2 separate regions of the Rattus norvegicus genome follow, and region 2 is linked to region 1. A link is a contact called in public Hi-C data. All regions are on one chromosome and are shown on one strand. Each heading gives the region's core, a stretch centred on a gene start, on an enhancer-like site or on the middle of the called end of the contact. The rest is flanking DNA. Distances are from core to core; before and after follow the strand shown. Region 1 holds the start of Rab32 (RAB32, member RAS oncogene family). Region 2 holds the start of Dctn3l1 (dynactin 3-like 1).

What was found. Hi-C and Micro-C count contacts between places; a contact is called where the count stands out from the background.
Region 2: a contact with region 1 is called in a Hi-C map of the A7r5 cell line, with 2.8 times the contacts expected there. The contact joins the promoter of Dctn3l1 here to the promoter of Rab32 in region 1. A contact is called at or near these places in 2 of 12 Hi-C or Micro-C datasets (the A7r5 cell line and mammary epithelial cells).

Annotation. Positions count from the first base shown.
Region 1 is chr1:6,779,864-6,786,473 of GRCr8, forward strand. Rab32 (RAB32, member RAS oncogene family) reads right to left here and starts at 1,395. Exons shown (of 3, transcript NM_001108902.1): 1 at 1,009-1,395. The coding sequence starts at 1,252.
Region 2 is chr1:7,345,839-7,352,990 of GRCr8, forward strand. It overlaps Dctn3l1 (dynactin 3-like 1), which reads right to left and starts at 2,060. Exons shown (of 1, transcript NM_001408768.1): 1 at 1,263-2,060. The coding sequence starts at 2,040. The coding sequence ends at 1,480. It overlaps Shprh (SNF2 histone linker PHD RING helicase), which reads left to right and starts at 3,320. Exons shown (of 31, transcript NM_001107470.1): 1 at 3,320-3,476; 2 at 5,470-6,122. The coding sequence starts at 5,508.

The DNA.
Region 1 (6,610 bases), core at 145-2,644:
GCCTTAAACAAGCTCCCATTCAAACGCTTGGCAGACGGAGCTCCTGACCGTTCCCAGTGATTGAGCAGGTTAACCTTTGCTGCTTGCCACTTCTATTAAACTTCACTAAAGTTCACCTTTCCTTGAACGCCCATATGGGCACCTACCACACCTGCTAGAATTCAGGGGATTCATAAATCAGCCCTCGAAGACAATGGTTCTTACATTCCAGAGCAATAATTGAAAGCAAAAGAAAACAATTCAGCATTTGTGGGATAGGGAGGTACCCACGAGAAGGCATTAAGTATTGGCTTAGTGAGGGGAAGGCATCGGGAAAGTTTCAGAACTTTCCCAACCCTTCCCCAGGGTCACCAGGCCTCCCAAGTGAGAGGAATTTGAGGAATGGAGTTACCCCTCACAAAGGCTTGGCTAGGTTCCAAGTTTTACTCACCCACAGCTCCAAACCCTTTTAGTAAATTATAAGTTTGGCTCCGGAAAGAGAAAGCCCTTACTTCAGAGAGGCACAGACCCAAGTCAAGTTGGGGCGGGGCAGGGTTGAAAAGTAAAGGGGCTTTGTTGGTTTTAGTTGTACCACTAAGGCAGTGGTTCTTAAAGCTGACATCCTTTAACACAGTTCCTCATGTATGTGGTGATAAAATTATTTCCGTTGCTATTTCATAACTATAATTTTGCTACTGTTATGAATCATAATGTAAATATGTGCTCTCCTAAGATCATAGGCTACCCTTGCAAATGAGGTCGGGGCCCAAAGATTGAAAGCCGCTGCACTAACTGGTAGTGGAACTTCAGGCACGCCCTTTAGTCACTAAAAAGTACAGTAAGAGAGAGGCCTCCGAAAGTCAACTTTTCAGGACGCTTTAAGCTCCTCCAGGTGTCCCTCATCTCCTGTTCTATTTGCCCACTTTTAAAAGCGCAACTGCTGAGAGCTCAGGCAGAGACAAGGACAGACAAGAACCGGGAGGCAGAGAGAAGTGAGAGTCTGGTGATATTGGGACACTGCCCTCTTACCAGCGATGTCCCACAGCTGCAAGCGCACGAGCGTCCTGCTGTCCCAGTTGAGGACTTTGAGGGCGAAGTCCACGCCAATGGTGGCGCGGTAGTTCTGGGAGAAGAGCTGGTGCACATAGCGCTTGATGATGCTTGTCTTGCCCACGCCGAGCTCGCCGATGACCAGCACCTTAAAGAGGTGCTCTCGGGTCTCCGGAACCGCAGTGGCCGTTTCGCCCTGTTGCCCGAGTCTCTCGCCCGCCATGGGCGCCACGGCCGTGGGAACTTCTCTCTCAAGGGGGACAGGGCAGATCCTCGGTCCGCGCACCCGGCGATGCAGTCATGCGAGTCACGGGACCCGGAACCTACTGCGCGCTTCTGGCCCAGGACAGTCTGGGTGCACCCTACACGGGGCGAGCCTGGTCCGGCCACTTCCTTTTCTCGTGCGACTCTGCGCGGTCCACAGCACCCCCTGCTGGCCTTAGACAAGGGCAGCGGGAGGTCAGTGCTCCGGCTGAGCCAAGGTCCTCGATGTCTAGATGTCTGTCAGATGACAGAACTTGCAAAGGACTAAAGCTGGGTCCTATGACAAATCAAGTTTTAATGTGTTAGAGGAAGTTGCATGCTTTTTTCCATAATGACCGGAATTTCCATCGTCTGCAATGCTGTGCAAGCATTCTCTTTTCTCCACACCCTTAGCCAACACAATATCTCCCGCTGTTTCGGTAATAGCTATCCTAATAAACATGGAGTTTTGATTGACACTTCCTTGATGGTTAGTGATGTCAAGTTCTTTTGTTATACACACGTTGTCCATTTTTATATTCTCTTTAGAAGAATGTTCCTTCAGATAGTCTTGCCTATTTGATAATCGCGCGTTTGACGGTTCTGTTTGTTCGGTGTCCAAAAATGCGAACTCCTAAATGTTTGGATGTGTGGCTTACATATATTTACTCCAAGCCCATAGACTTCTTTCTTCGTTTTGCTTTGGTGGCCAGAGAAATTTCTAGCTAGTGAACGTCCATCAGTCTGTTTCGGCTTCAGCTTTGGCATGATTTCCAATATCCATTGTTAAGCTCAGTGCCAACAGGTGAGCCAGAAATACGTACTTGAGGATATGCCCTAAATAAATGAAATCAACTTCTCCAGGGAGGCGACTGCACGGCTAAATTCATAACAGTATGAATTTATAAGTGAGAAATTTATTTATAAGTGAGAAATACCACGTGTTCTATGGGGTATTGTTGGATCTCCTCTATCAACTTCTCCTGCTGCAAGTGGTACACACACTCCAACACCCATACATCCACACATCCAGCTTGATTTTTTTCTCCTTTTGCATGAGTACCTAGGAGTGAAATTTCTTGATCACGTAGCACCTCTATTTACATTTTGGGGGATCAACATCTTACTATCTCTCGCTACGCCTGTAGTATTGTCATTTGCCAAGATCCAAAATTTCTTTTTTCATTGGATATTTTTTGTATTTACATTTCAAATGTTATCCCCTTTCCCAGTTCACCCCTTTCTCATCCCCCCTCCCCCTGCTTGTATGAAGATGCTCCCCCTCCCACCCACCCATTCCCACATCGGTGCCCTGACATTTCCTTACTCTGGGGCCTTGAGCCTTCAGAGGACCAAGGGCTTCTCCTTCTATCGATGCCAGACGATGCCATCCTCTGCTACATGTGCATGGCTGAAACCATGGGTCTGTTCCTGTGTATTCTTTGGATGGGGGTTTAGTCCCTGGAAGGGGAGCTTTTTTGGGGGGGTCTGGTTGGTTGGTATTGTTGTTCTTCTAACAGAGTCCCAGGGGCTGTCAATTCCAAGACCATACTTTGGTTTAGAGTTCAGTCATTTCTGTGTCTGGCTGACTCAACCAGAAAGCCTGTTTTCTAAGGAACTCAAACTTTCTGTTTTATCTTTTAGAGGGAAAAACCCTGGAATCTGCATCTGGCGAACAAAGCATGATGAGCTTGAGGCACATTCATGACTTAAGAATGAAGATTTTCGTAATTGCAAGTAATATAAGCAGTGAACAGTATCTGAGTTGCAGATGGTTGCAACATAGAAAGGAGGAGTGGAGAGATCTTCTAATTCTGGACTGGTTTTATGGGGTGTGTTGGTTTGAAGATGCATGACAATTGGAGTGAGTGGCACTATTAGGAGGTGTAGCCTTATTGGAGTACATGTGGCCTTGTTGGAGGAAGTGTGTCGCTATGGGAGTGGCTTAGTCTCCTCCTAGCTACCTGGAAGCCAGTCTCCTGTTTGCCTTAGTAACAAGATATAGAACTCTCAGCTCCTCCCACTAGTGCCATACCTTCCTCGAAGCTTCCCACCATGATGATGATGGACTGAACCTCAGAACAAGTAAGCCAGCCCCAATTAAACATTGTCTTTTATGAGCGTTGCCTTGGTCATGGTATCTTTTTACAGCAATGGAAACCCTAACTAAGATAAAGGGGAAATAGTTTTTGTTCTCATTCATAACAAAGAAAATAATACAAATAAAATTTCCATTTGCTACATTTAAAAGTGGCTTCACTCGATGTTCTCACATAAGTTTCTTTTGTGTTTTTGAAAAGAGGGTCTTACTCCATAACTTGAATTTGAGATCTTGTTACTTTAGCCTCTCAAGTTCTAGGTTCATAGCCCAGCCTTTCCTCATAGCTTTCCCTTCTGTGTTTTCTTTCTCTTTCATTTGGAATCTATTGCCTACAGTTGAGCCATCTCAAGCTGTTCCAATCAAACTCTCCATTGTTTATATGCTAGTTAAAAGGTTTACCTTGTCACTCCTGGTAGACATATATGTTAGTTTATAGATTCAAAAGCTTACAGTTGTGTCAAGAAGTGTTTTCAGACACTTGAGTTAGAAAGATAAACAGATTGGACAAAGTTTTGGTCTCAAGGACTCCATGTTGGAGTGAGTCCCAGGGAAGCAATTTTCAAACATGCTGATACTTTTTTTGCATATACACTTTATAAAAAATACTATTTAGTGATCATTGGATTACTTTAGTAATCAGCATGATATTCTTGAGACAAACATTGGAAATAAGTTTCAAATATGTTTTTCTTGATGCTCACATTAAAAATCAGCCAGTTTGGGGTCATAATAGAAAAGTTTCCTGTGCTCTAGGCTGCCCACCCTGTCTTAGTTCACAGGTTCTCATAAGAACGGGTCTGTTTCTGGGCCACCTCTTCCTCTATCGGCTTATGTGTCAGACTTGTACCAATCTTTATGTGGCTACTGTATCTTTGTTATATAGTTTCTTCTAAACCACACCTCTTTCTTCTATACTCTGTGTTTGTATGTGTATGTACAGGCATGTTTGCGCATGTGCATGCGTGTGTTCATGTTTCTGGGAACAGTCTACAATCCTTCAAAATTGCCTTTAACATTCTGGTTTCTAATGTCAAATTCTGCAGACACACTGCTAGGCAACTTGTCAGAACTAGAGTGAGTAAAACTGATTAGTTTGAGGAGAATTGAAAATTGATATAACACTAAATCCTTAGACATACTGATATAGTGAAAACATGATGTACCATTATAATAATGCAAGTGTTAATATCTTTCAATAATAATATGAGGTTGTAAATTTTACACATTGATGTTACTTTTCCCAAGCAATTCTATACATATGTGTATATAAGGTACTTTGTATCCATTCTTCTAGTGACCTCTCTTGTCCCTCTACCCCTTCCTGATGGCCATGTTCTTTGAAGTCAAAGACTTGTATATGATGAATTAAGATTAAATTAGTGTAATTCTAAGCATGTACTTTTAGGTTTACATTGCAAGCCTATGTGCATTTACTGATTCTTTTACTGCCCAATATCTATATGTTTAACCTGTCCTTTATCTTATTTTATTTCCAAGGACTTCCAGTATTAAGTTTACTAAAATATGGAGAAAGTACAGAAACCAGTTAAAATATTTTACATGTATGGATGTCTTGCCTGCTTGTATGTTTGTGCCTGTATGGTGACAGGCACACACACCTGGTACCCACAAAGCTCAAAAGATTCTCTGGGACTGTAATCACCGACAGCTGTCAACTGTCATAAGGGTGCTGAGAATTCACCCCTGGTATTCTGGAAGAACAGCCAGTGCTCTGGGCCATGTCTCAGCTCTCCCCAGTTATAATTGTAAAGTTATCTAAGGCCAATGATTTATTTTTGCAAACTTATGAATCTTAGTGTTAGTGAATTTACAAATAGTATGGAGACATTAGTCTTTGTATTCTGCACTAGTCACCCTGTTGTTATTATTTCATGGTGATACACTAGTCACAATGACTGAATCGGTGCTTATATAATTATTTGAAACAGCGCTAGAGAGATTCCTGAGAGTTCTACATCTGGATCCATAGAGTCAGCGAGTCACTTGACCTGGCTTGAGCTTCTGAAGCCTCAAAGCCCACCCCCCCAGTGACATGCTTTCTCAAGCAAGGCCATACTTCCTAACGGTGCCACTTCTGGGGGCCATTTTTACTCAAACCACTACACCCATTCAGGATGCTATGGACTTCAGACAGATTTTTCAGCCTTTGGATGTTTCTAATAACCTTGGTGGTTCTGAGATGTGCAGTCTAGCTGCAATGTAGAATGCACCTCCGTTGGATATGTCCAGGCACTTCACCACTTTTAAATTCGAGCTATGACAGTTTGGGAGGAAGACCACACAGGTAAAGAAAGAATAGCTCTTCTTACCAATCATATAAAGAGTATAACATTTAATGGAGGCTGGCTTACAGTTCAGAGGTTGAGTCCATTATTGTGTTGGTGGGAAGCATTGTAGCAAACAGGCAGACATGGTGCTGGAGAAGGTGTTTGGAGCTGTGCATTTGGATCCCATATTTGGGATCCTCAGTGACATACTTCCTGACATACTCAGTGACACCATTAGGGCCACACCCCCTAATAATGGCACCCCCTATGAGCCTAAGGGAGTCATTTTCATTCAAACCACCACATTCCACTTCCTGGCTCCCATAGGCTTGTGTCTTGTGTCATGATGCCAAACTGAATTCATTCCAACTTCAAAAGTCCCCATCCATAGTCTGTCATAGTTTCCATACTGTTTAAAAGTCCGAAGTTCATTATTTCTTCTTAGACTCACGGTAATTTCATAACTGTCACCCCTATAAAATTAAAATTAAAAAAGAGCACATACTTTCAGCTTATCATGCCATAGTAGATACATTACTCCACCAAAACGTAGGGAAAGGAGCATAGCGAGAAGATGCTGGACCAAAGCAGCACTGAAATCGAGCTAGGCAAGCTCCAAACTATGTCTGATCTCCAACGCTCTTCAGATCTCCAACTCCTTTCAGTTTTATTAATTGCAACCCACTCTTTTCTTTTATGCAGGCCCCACTCCCTGTTAACAGTTTTCTGCAGTAGGTGTCCCAGGCCTCTGGCATCTCCAACATCTTGTGGTCTCCAAGGTAATCCAGGTTTCACCTTCACAGTGTTACACAATGCCTTCTCTATCCTCATGCAAGGAGATTCCTGACACACACCTGGCTTCTATGGCTCTCCTTAACCGCCAAGGGGTATTCAATGACCCCGTCTTCTGTCTTTGACACTAAAGTGAAAACCACGTGGCTGAAGCTGC
Region 2 (7,152 bases), core at 810-3,309, 570 kb after region 1:
CACTTCATTATTTGAAGGAGTGGTCTTGACATTAGGATATCAAGAAATCATGTCACAGGCCCGTTAGTTCCGTTCAAAAAGGTAGCAATAATCAAGTTTAACTTGTGATAGGGTGAAAGCCAGGCAGGCCACTTGCAACAAACTATGAGTGTGAAGGAAAAAATTCTTGAATGAAAGTAAGTGGGAACTTTGATCACAAAAAACTGCAAAAGAAATTTAATCTCAGGAAACACAAGAAAGGTAATAGAGAGAAGTTCTTACTGAGACCGAAATCTGATGAAGATCAAACCAGTTAAGTTGTCATATGCCAAAGCCTAATGCAAAGCAAGGTCCTGACTCATTTCTGCTATGGAAAGGTGGGGAGACATGGGATTTGAAGCTTGCAGAGGGTTTATTCATGTGGCTTAAAGGGGGTGGGGGAGAGGGGAGCATCCTTATAACATAACATTTAAACTGAAACAACAAGTGATAGAGAAGGAACTGTAAAGCTTTATCAGGAGAATTATAGTTAAGACTATCGACGGGGCGGGAAGGCTGACCAAGCAGACCCCTTGTGGAAGAACATGCTATACAGGACTTTTGTAGGTAAAGGGAAATCAGTGAGTGGCTTCAAACTTTAATCATGGGGGTGGCTTTCTTTGGGGGGATAATTCAGCTGGTGAATTTAGGTTGGAGCTAAATACTAATGGATTTCTCTAAATGTCCTGTAGCTCTTAACAAGTGTGTTAACTCTCCCTCCCCCTTGATGGTAGATTATCTGCTTAATAAATGTTTTCATTGGATATTTTAAGCTCATTGTTGAGATACACTGCTCAAAATTGTTTTTAAAAAAATATGATTTTCCAACTACTGCTTCTCATTGTTAATGTACATAGTTACCCTCAAAGCTTCAGTGCAGATGTCTGATGAGATTGATATGCTTTTCAGGCTCATGGAGAAAGGAGTCATTTTGGCTTTTAAGTCTCATTATTTAGGAAATACATTATTCTAGGCTGCCAGAGAGAGAGAGGGAGAGAGAGAGAGAGAGAGAGAGAGAGAGAGAGAGAGAGAGAGAAAGAGAGAGATAGGAGGGAGGGAGGGAGGGAGGGAGAGAGAGAGAGAGAGAGAGAGAGAGAGAGAGAGAGAGAGAGAGAGCTGAGTCAAGAGATCACTCTTCTCTTGCAGGAGACCTGAGTTCAGATTATGAGCATGCCGAGTGTCTCAGCCTTGTAGGATAGAGTGGTGCTCTCTTTCTTTTCGATCCAGAACTTGTTCCTTTTTTTTTTAGGGGTCTCTGTGGTTTATTGTCACTGGAATAAATACGTTTGACAGGGAGTACAGACCATGACTCTAAGGTAAACCTGACCTCTGACCTCAGAGCCCCCAGTTGAACACAGACAGGTAGTATTTGAATTCAGAGGCAAAGCTGTCTCTGCCTTATAAAGTCAGGTTGGTGGAGGGCCTGCCTACCTCCCCTGGTGGGGACATGGGGAGCAGCTGTCATTCTGCTGCTGGCTTCACTTGCTTGGCAGCCTCTAGCTGGCAGAGTAGCTCGTCCCACTGCACAAGCTGCTTGGAGAGAAGCATTGTAGTCTTGTTATACTCCTCCAGGAGAGCCTTGGACTCCTCAGTGATCTCCACACACTGGTCCTGCTGTTGGATGTGGATCTGCGCCAAGCGCTGCAGGCGGGCAGCATGCTCAGGAACGGCTTTGATAGAAGCGCTGTCCAGCACCGGCACCAAGGTGTTCACTTGTTCCAAGAGCGCCACCTGGGAGAGGATGAACTGTTCCTCTGCCAAGATGAACTGCAACTTCGAGGCCTCAGGTATAGCAATGCGATCAATGTACTCAGGATCCAGGTATTTGATCAGGACTTCAATCTTTTTGTAGAGAATCTTCACCCTCTCCCTCTTACTGGCAATGTTCCCTAAAGCCACCTGCACCTTGACTAGACCATCAGCTACCTTCCTAGAGCCTCGGGTCCCGCCTGGCCCATACACCCAGCGCTCCAGCTCCTCCACTCGGGACTGTAGCCGCTGCACATCGGTCAGAGCCGCCATCGTTTCTGCAGCCTGGCCGCCTTGTTTCTAATTTTAATAAGTTGCTATAAATGCTTCCTCCTCTACCAGCCATAAACTTGACTTAGTGGCCATCAGTTTCTAAGCAAATCCTATATCAGGAGAAAGGTAATGTTTTGAGAGTTCAGACAGTCATTACCATTTTTAGCAACAAAATATTTAAATATTTTGATATTTATACTCTGTTTAGACATGTTGTATACTCACTGGACCACAGCACAAAGTAAACAACAACTTTTTACATCTGTTGGGAAACGAGAAAATTTAAGATTTTTTTCTTTATTGCATTATTTATCATTATGGACTGGATCCAAACCTAGCTTAGACACCATAGGACACACTTGTATTGTTTCAAAACAAGGTAGTTGAGATATATGAACACTGAGGATTCACTTTTAAGATCTGGGTGTTTCCAGTAAGTTGATTCTCTTGTCCGGACTGACATTAGATTATTTATCATCTACTGGGTGGTAAGACTCAGTATTTTCATAAGCAGGTGTCTCCCAACAAGGGATTTCCAGAAAGTCAAATAACAAGCGAACCTCTCCCTCCCCTGGTATTAGCTCTGGTGATTACAAAATTAAGAAACAAAACATTACTCCACAGAGAAAAATTTTGAAGGAGATACAAAGCGCTTGGTAAACACACTGTTGAAATCCTCAGACGAAAGGATTTTGTTTATGTCTACTGAAGAGAGCATTCTCCCTTCGGAAAGATACTGGGAGGCCAGCTTCAGCATAGCTGTATAACTTCTTTCTCTTAAAACACTTAATTTTTTTTTTTTTTTTGGCAAGAATAAGTTTCTCTTTGACCTCACTTCTCTGAGGTCCTCTTGGAGACATCTCCTCTGCATTTTTTTTCCTTGCTAAACCTAATTCTTTTGGTTTAGTGGATCAGCCGTATATTTGTTTGGGTATTATAATTGCTCCGCATCGTGAATCCCGTTTTATGTAAGTTGGTTTCTGCCTTTTTATTAAAACCACAACTCACATCATCCCTACCACCCTGGTGTAGAGTCCCACCCTTTCTGGCCAGGAGTCCCGCCCCCTCTTTCGAGCCCCGCCCATCCCAGGTTTGCTTCTCCCTGAGGAGGCGGGGAAAAGAGGGAAGCACAAACCACCGCGAGACTTCAACGGTCTTTTCGCCGGAGCCACAGTGACCAGACATGCGCAGAAGCACTTTTTGAAGCCACCGCGGGAGAGAGGGGCGGGGTGTCCCGTCCGGTCCTGCGCGTGGAGCGGGCGCTCCCGCTGTCCTCCTCAGCTGGTGCTGTGGCTTCCGGCCCCGGGCGCGCAACTCCACCCAGAGTGCAGCGCGCGTGCGCAACTCCGGCAGGTGTGTGAAGCGACTGTCCGCCCGGGATCTGCAGGCTCCGAGGAGGGCCGGTCCTCGCGACTGGTGCTCGTATAGCGGTTGAGGTAGGTCAGGGTGGGTACGGGGTCTGGAGCCTCAAAGAAACCCCGAGGGCTCCTGCGATGCTCCAGTGTCGGGAGCGATCGGCCCTGCGAGGCCCCGCGACTCGGCCTCAGCCCGGTCGTGGGCCGAGCCCTTCCTGCGTGGGACCGGTGCTTGCTGCCCACGCTCGCGTGCTGTGAGGCCCTGTCACGAGCTTTCTCTCTGGGAGATGGCACCTTTCTCGAGGATAACTTAGGGGGGGCTTCCTGTGCCTTCGACGTGCCCCGCACTGTGCCCAGGCTGGTGGTACGGGGGAATGCAGGTAGCTGAGAGGGATGCAGAGACTGTTAGGCTGGCAAGTTCTCAGGTACCTTCGGGGACACATTCATTACATTCGCCTTCCGAACCGCCCTGGCTCCCGTGCATTGTGTGCACTCTGACGCTGCAAGTAGCGCTAGGTTGGTGAATGAAGATGGTTTACGGTTAAGGTAACTTGTCAGAGATCCAGTATTGTTAAAGACGTGGCATTTAAACGTGGTGCCCTTTAATCCACATGGCTTGAATTTATCATGGGAAGTCTTTGTTTTTTTCCCACATGTTTTTCTTTGTCACCAGGACCCAGGATTCTATCAGCACTTTATTCTTTGTCTAAGCTGTCCCTCTTACTCTTTGTCTTAGTTAGGGTCTCCCTGCTGTGAACAGACACCATGACCAAGGCAAGTCCTATAAAGGACAACATTTAATTGGGGCTGGCTTACAGGCTTAGAGAGGTTCAGTCCATTATCATCAAGGCGGGAGCGTGGCAGCATCCAGGCAGGCATGGTGCAGGAGGAGCTGAGAGTTCTACATCTTCATCTGAAGGCTGCTAGCAGAATACTGACTGGCAGGCAGCTAGGAGGAGGGTCTTAAAGCCCACACTCACAGTAACACACCTATTCCAACTGGCCCAAACCTATGTATGTGCCACTCCCTGGGTCAACTTGTTATCTCTTAATCTGTAAAACCACTGTGTGTATGCCCCCCCCCCTTTTTCTCTTTGAAAAAGAAGATATTTCCAAGGGATTTTGAACTGTATAAGATGAAGGGAAGTTTTGTTAATGTTTTGGGATTGTAAAGTTCCTTGGAATTAAGCAGTGGTGGTTTGTGAGATGTTTGTCCTCCTAGTTGTTGGCCATGGAGTGTAGTATTATAATTTGTTTCCTTTAATGGGATTGTCTGTTAACTAAAATGTTCTACTAAACATGAGTGAAACTGTTACAACATTTGATACATGTGTTTCTTACCTGCTAAAGTTTTCTCCCCCGGGAGTTGAGGAAACGGTCTATTCTGATGGGGAAGACACAGTGGGGTGAGAATGCCTCTTGTTACAGCAGCTTGCACACACTTGGGTAGGTAGGAAAACAGACAGGATAGGAAACAAGGCTGGTCCTCCAGGCTCAGCAACCAGCATCCAACTCCCTACACCTAGGCTCCATCTCAAGTTTCTAGAAACTCCCAAAACAGCATCGCCAGCCAGGGATCACTTCTGTCTTGTAATCTGTCAGGAGCTTTTCTGGCCAGAGCACAGCAGCTACTGTTTGACCTAGGTCTTCTTACCATTCTGAAGAGTTCACGTTGTATAACAGCCTTCAAGTTCTGTGTTAGGGCTGCTAAGGAATGTGCCTAATGTCGCAGGGTTATTGTTAAGGGAAAGAGCCAGATTAGGATGTGATGCAGGAAATAAGGGTATTTTTGACTGCGAATGGAAGTCATAGTCTTGTGTGTGAGAGTCCTAGAAAATATCCAGTAGAGGAGTGAGGCCCAACCTAGGGTTTGTGCACGTTTGGGCTGTAAGCCTGAATATTGCAATGTTAATGTTTTTGTTTGAAAATATCAAATGTTATCATCTCTGAGTTGGTAACCTTCACAGCAGATGTATGTTGTGTTGATTGTTCTGGAGTCTGGATTTGCAACTGTATTGTCGTAATTTTCCTGTCTTTATCCCGCTTCATGTCACCTGTTCCATTTGTCCTTCAGAATTCACGTTTACCAACCAAGAAAGGGAAAGCTCGAGGATGAGTAGCCGAAGGAAACGTGCTCCCCCGATGAAGGTGGATGAAGAAAGGCAGCAGCAGCTTCGCTGGAACATGCACGAGGACCTGAGGAATGAGCCGCTCAGCTTGACTGAGGAAGAGCGGGCCTGCTGGGATGCAGACTCCTCCGATTGCATCATCATAGATGATGACCCTCCCGAAGGTGCAGCTCACAGAGATAAGAAGAGGTGTACAGAGTCTGTGAGCATCTTAAACTCCACTGAAAAAGAGACCCCTCTGTCCGTGGCCTTGAATGTTACCATTTCTCCCCATCCTTCCGATGATTCTTGGAAAGCGTTTCTGGGAGATTTTGTGCTTCAGCTTCTCCCTGAAGAGAGTTTAGTTGAACATTTTTCTGAAAGGACTTTTACGTTGATGAGTTCAGAGTCAAGCAGTCAGCTCCTGATCTATGTTCATTCAGAATGTAACAATGTGGAGAAAGAAGAAAACGTACTTAAAGGACCAGCAAGTATCTATGGCAAGGGTATTCGAGTGGAATCCTCCTTCAGTAGTGACATGTTACAGGATTTGGCCTGGCTACAGAAGAGAAGAGGAATAAAACTCTACCAGCGACCAGAAGGAACTCATACGATCAAGGTACTCAGGGTTCTACACTGGTAATTCATTGGTGTTAACTTAGAAAGTCTCAAAACTCAGCAACAAGTCCCTCATTAATAAGTTTCAAAGAACAACTTCATATGGGGCTTTAAATAACTGTAAGACTATGTCTTCTTGCCAATCACAACTAGCCAGGCTGTGCTCTCCTAAGCAGACTCTCCTGATTTTCTCTTCCTGCCTCTATGATCAGTTACCTGTTTTAGTCCTCACTGTCTTGCATGATAATACCTTGTGTTTTCAAATCTTTTGTCTATTTTGTTTCAGAAATGGTATATGTGAAATATGACTTAATTTCCTGATTGTAAAGCTTAAGTGTAACCTTGCTATTCTGCTATTCATACACCTTCCTATCATACATATGTCATTGAACTTTACCCTTTGTCACTGTGGTCTTTTTATCAAACTCCATAAATTCCAGAATTTGTTCCCAAACATATTCTGTTTTTCTGTCTGTGCTTCTCTCGGTTTCCTCTTCCCCCTCTTGGATACTCTGTTCAGAAAGAATCTAATGCATGGATGCATAGAGAACGTTTCTTAAGTCCTAGAAGTGGTGGTACATGCCCTTGCCCTGTGTATCTATTATCTTTTTTCAGTTTTCTTTTGGCTGCTTGTGATGGTTTGTATATGCTTGGTACAGGGAGTGGCACTATTAGGAAGTTTGGCCTTGTTGGAGTGGGTGTGTCACTGTGGGCGTGGGCTTTACGACCCTAGTCCTAGCTGCCTGGAAGGAAGTCTTCTCATGTTTGCCTTTCAACAAGATGTAGAACTCTCAGCTCCTCCTGCACCATGCCTGCCTAGATGTTGCCATGCTCCCGCCTTGATGATAATGGACTGAACCTCTGAACCTGTAAGCCAGCCCCCAATTAAATGTTGTCCTTACTAGAGTTGCCTTGGTCATGGGTCTGTTCACAGCAGTAACACCCTCACTAAGACACTGAAATGCACTTACAGTTGGCATCCTTCCTGCTCGCTAACTTTGAGGTCTTAGCTTCACTGCCTGTTAAAGCAC